Regions from separate parts of the Arachis hypogaea genome. Here region 1 is linked to region 2. Evidence: chromatin contacts called from public Hi-C data. All regions are on one chromosome and are shown on one strand. The core of a region is the stretch at or near the end of the contact, and the rest is flanking DNA. Distances in the headings are between cores, read along the strand shown. Region 1 holds the start of LOC112703324 (protein DETOXIFICATION 48). Region 2 has its middle 17 kb from the start of LOC140174398.

Evidence for each region. A called contact is a pair of places that touch in the nucleus more often than the background predicts.
Region 1: a contact with region 2 is called in a Hi-C map of leaf, with 1.9 times the contacts expected there. The contact joins the promoter of LOC112703324 here to the enhancer-like site in region 2.

The regions. Positions count from the first base shown.
Region 1 is chr7:67,498,955-67,501,654 of arahy.Tifrunner.gnm2.J5K5, reverse strand. LOC112703324 (protein DETOXIFICATION 48) reads left to right here and starts at 1,348. Exons shown (of 3, transcript XM_025754727.3): 1 at 1,348-1,482; 2 at 1,569-2,121; 3 at 2,396-2,700. The coding sequence starts at 1,348.
Region 2 is chr7:67,447,261-67,449,960 of arahy.Tifrunner.gnm2.J5K5, reverse strand. No RefSeq gene overlaps it. Among protein-coding and RNA genes, the nearest start is that of LOC140174398, 17 kb to the right of the region's middle. Within about 2 kb of position 1,425, at least 3 of the 3 cell types and tissues checked have open chromatin away from gene starts, as enhancers often do.

The sequences.
Region 1 (2,700 bases), core at 99-2,598, 52 kb before region 2:
TTCGGTTAGTCCATAAAAATCGGACACCCATATCCCAAAATCATATAATCCTGTTACATAAAATGCGCCAAAACCAAAACAAGCCACCTCTACAAGAAATAAATGAATTCCAAAGATTTTTAACAAATTCAAAGAGAATTTGTCTGTACGTTCATAACTGTGTTATGACGTAAACAAAAAATTTGATTTATTTATATATCGAGCATAATTTTTTTGTTTTTTTTCTTTTAAATGAATTTTTCATCCTATGTTTATATTTCAATCTTTAAAATAAAATTTAACATTAGCACAAAGACTAATAAACATTTAGTTTAATAATAAGAACAAGAAGTTTTATTGATTCGAAAAAGATTTATTATTTGTTTGTCTAATGAGGGAGTTAATCTTTTTTGGTCAGTAATTATTCAACAAAAAGTTGAAACCCAATTTTTTTTAAAACCAAAACAAAAAAGAAAAAAGAAATAAAAAAGAATGATAAAATTTACTAAATATTATTGAAAAAAAGTTAACTCTTAAAACTTTTTTTATCGTTGTCATTGTATAATATAATCCTGTTCGATTTATGTAAGACTATTATAGTTTGTCTGGTAAAATTTTTAATAAATCAAAATGATTATGTATTTACATTGTCATAGTTTAAAAGTTAAAGTACATTTTTAAATTAAAGTATTATTATTAAAATTAAAAAGTTTAATATAATTTTATATATTAATAAATATCTAATTATATTTATGTTTATCATAGTCTAATTAAATTTTAAAAATTATTTTATCAAATATAATTAATATTATTTATATTTATTAAAAATTATTTTTATTTTAATTTACCAAATATAAATATTACTAATTTTAGAACGTTATCCTTCAAAAACCAATTTTGATAAATTATTTTAAAAAAACAATAGTTTTACTAAACTCACCCTATATTATCTGATAAGAGAATATTTGGGATTTTGAAAAAACAAAAACTATAATTTGACAAGAGAAAAAATTAACAAGGTCGGTTAACCCAGCACTCCATACAGGCATTTGTTTCGTTTAAGTTTGATCTTTCTTTTACATTTATTTTTTTGAAAACTTTAGCCTTTCCTTATTATTTTATACTCTAAAATTGTATAGCAATGTCGTTCAACACATTTTATGAGTGACACATTCCAAATTCAACAGTAGGGGCCCAAACTTTTCATGCATAAATACCCACTAACTCTTCACCCTCTTCCCCCCAAAATTATACAACACAATTCCTTTGTTATTATTGTTTCTCCCCAACACAAACATTATATAGACTTATTAATAGTTAATACATACATATATAACATAAATCACCTTTTTGATTCTCCTTATAATCATGTGTAATCCCAAGCCATCTTCAGCATCCACATTTCTTTGTCCCACAAAAACAACCATCCTCATCACTCCCCATTCCAAAGTTGTCGATCATCTTCCAAGCAATGATCTTCATAGATGGCCAACTCCTAACGAGGTAAATTAAATTGAACACAAAGTTAAGAAAAACAGTAATAATGTAATGAACTGTAATAAGCATTTATATATTTTTGTGTGCATCAGGCTTTAGAAGAAATCAAAGAGATAGGAAAAATATGTGGACCAACAGCAATGACAGGATTACTCTTATATTCAAGAGCTATGATCTCCATGGTTTTCCTTGGATACCTTGGAGAAATGGAGCTTGCAGGAGGTTCTCTGTCCATAGGCTTCGCCAACATCACCGGCTACTCTGTCATCTCCGGCTTAGCCATGGGCATGGAACCCATTTGCGGCCAAGCCTACGGCGCTAAACAATGGAAGATTCTCGGCTTAACGCTTCAGCGCACGGTGCTCCTCCTCCTCTCAACTTCGCTTCCAATTTCATTCATGTGGATAAACATGAACAGGATCCTCTTGTGGTTTGGTCAAGATCATGAGATTTCTTCAATGGCGCAAAGATTCATTCTTTTTTGCATACCGGATCTCTTCTTGCTCTCACTTCTTCATCCATTGAGAATCTACCTCAGGACTCAGAGCATTACAATGCCCGTTACTTATTGCTCCGCCATCAGTGTTCTCCTCCATCTTCCTCTCAACTTCCTCCTTGTCGTTCACCTCAACATGGGTATTGCAGGTGCGCTCCTTACAAAACATCACAATTTATTGTTTTTGATTAACATTTTTAATTATTAATTCAAATTTTTTATCCATATTTTTAAATATTGTTGACTAACTATTGACCAGAAATAATAAATTTTACTGATAAAATATAACCTTGAAGTCATATCAATACTAATAAAAAGTTTTAATATATATTTTGTATTTTGATAGTACATTTTATAAGAATAAATAATTTAGTGGGTAATGGCAGAAAGATCAAACATTGAATACTAACCAAAATTTGACAGGGGTGGCGACGGCGATGGTCTTAACGAATCTGAACCTCATTCTGTTCCTTTCATCCTTCATCTACTTCTCTGGCGTGCATAGAGAGTCATGGGTGCGGCCAAGCATGGAGAGCCTAAAAGGCTGGTCTTCGCTGCTGGCGATGGCGATCCCAAGCTGCGCCTCTGTTTGCCTGGAATGGTGGTGGTACGAATTCATGATTATGCTGTGCGGCCACTTGGCTAACCCAAAAGCCACCATCGCCTCCATGGGAATCCTCATCCAAACAACGTCACTCGTATATGTGTTCCCATCTTCTCTCAGCCTC
Region 2 (2,700 bases), core at 176-2,675:
TTTTAATAAAGTAAAAAAGACAATTAAAACTGTCATTTGGAACGACATAAAATTACTATTTTAATTTAGTAAAAGCAGTGGTTAAAATTATTAATTTAAATGAATAAAAACTGTCATTTTAACGGATAACAATAGTAGTTTTAACCATCATTTTAAACAGAAAAAAATGTCATTTTACTTGGTAAAAATAGCAATTTTAAATCGTTGTTTTAAACAATTAAAAAACTGTCATTTATTTGATTAAAATGGTGGTTTGGACCGCCGTTTTAAACGTAGAAAAAACTGCCGTTTTAACAATGAAAAATATAACGGTTTTTAAAAACTGTCATAACATTTAAAATGACGCTTAGAATTTTGACGTTTTTTAAAAACGTTATTTTTGAAGATAATGACGATTAAAACTATTACAATTATTTTAAAAAATTCGTTTTTTTAACCAAAATTTTTATAGTAACGAACGGAGCAAGACCGGGAGGTCGGAAAGTAGTGAGTGGCATTAACAAAAAGAGAGGGAATGAAACTGTTGTTTTGTATGTGACAAAACAGGGAAGAACACTCTTTAAATTCGATTTTTGCATTGCTGTTGAAAAATTTAACGATAATTCCAACACGATGTCAAAATCTTAAATAAATAATTTGTAATTATCAACGGTATATTATGCGCCACAACCTTACTCAATTGGCACCTAAGTTAGCTCCGGTTTAGTGTTGAATTTGCGTGATCCTACGGTAATAGTTTCCGAAATTTTATTTTACTATGTTATAGTCATTTTTTTTCACAGTAATTCCCACAGCAATAATGTTGGATAATATATGACGGTAATGAGCGAAATTTTTTAGTGAATAGGTCAAAAATAATCTAATAGATAAATAAATAATAAAAAATATATATATTTTTAATTATTTTACATGGGTTATATGGAGCCACACGATCCAAAAAATGTGATCCCTACACAACCCGTGCAAAATTAAATTGCATGAAAGATCCTATAGTGGGATTGGCTCAAAGTTGACCAATTTCATTGTACAAATCACTTCCAAAAATAAATGAAAGGAAAAAGAACAGCATTTCTCTATATTTTATTATTATGCAACATAACACTATAAATAAGAGTGTACTATTCAACTTTGTAAAGATGCCAATCGTGTGGTGTTGTATTAATTTGCAGTTGCAAATAGGCAGACACGACAAAATAATTGTGCTAATTAATAATAATTTTAGTAATACTAAAAAAATAATACTTAAAAGTATTTTATATAACATAATATAATATCTGTAATTATATATTTATTATAAATATTAAATAAGATAATTTTAAGTTATTTGAATTGATTTTTTATTATTTTAAAATATTATTAGAATAATATATATATATACAAGAATGCATTGTTTTGCAGCAGTGCCGTAATGGCTTTAAATCCTTCATGAAATCAAACATAGGGGTAGGGTGGGGTCTACTTGGGCTTCACTTTACCTTCGCGGTGGGGTGTTGGGATTGGACCATTTTTTCATTTCTTTTCTATCTTCCTCTTTCACGTCCATTAATGGGGCGACACATAGGATATTGCAACTTTGAGAGGGAATTTCCATTGGTATCGTTTATAGGGAACATGCATGCTTGTTGTCATTTCATTTGTTTTTATGGTAATAGGGAATTCGAGACTGTCACCTTAGCTTTTGGTGCTTGGCCCCATGGACGGATTCTAATTTCTAATCCTCCCCCCTTGTCAAAAGAAACAAACATGCTTGCAATTATATGAAAAGAAATGCTAGTACTATTAAAATTTATTATTTTTGTTTATTATTTAATTAATTTAATTTTTTAGTTTTATAATTTAATACATATTTTATTTTATATTTTAAATATTAATAATTAATTAATTGTCACAAAAAATAAATTTTGATAATTTTTTAATATTTTTATGTATGAAATTATACCATAAGATTAATTTAGCAATTTGATTTTGGGAAGGATAGTATATGTTATTTTATTATTAGGTTCTTCGATTAAGTAGGATAGAGATTCGATCTCTCACTTTTATAAATGAAAAGTATTATGTGATCAAGCATATAACATCTAATTGGAGGTTTAATCAACAAAAAAGAAATTAGTTATTGCTATCGGTTAATAGATGCTTCGCAAAAAAATAAAAAATAAAATAAAAAATTTGATTTTTTTCAAAAAAAAAAAGACATATAATTGTGTGTTTGAATTGAAATTTGTAAACAAAAATTTGTAGAAAATTAATTTTATAAATTTGATTTTGATTAAGGTGAATTATTATTGACGTGATTTATATTTAATATTTTTTATATCAAAATATATTATATAAAATTGTTCGGTTGTTCGGAAGAATGGCGAATTGGGTGAGGTGGAGGTAGGTGCAATAGGATGAGGTAGGATGTGGATCTGAGTGTGAGCTAAAGGTGAGATGATTGTCCGAGTTGTCGGTGTGTCAGTGGGTGGGACCACTTGCAAGAACACTCTGATATTAAAGTCAGTGTCCATACGAAGAGGCAGCCAATTAGGGTAAGAAAGGTGATGTACTTCTAGGGAGGGATATGTTCCTCTCCTTTTATACTCTGAACTCGGGTGGGCTCCTTGCTAGGGCCCATTTACCTGGAAGCTTCTGCTAGCTGTTCAGGACTTCTCAACGCGTGAAGTGGCGTACATGTCACCTTTGGATTCGGGTTGAGTG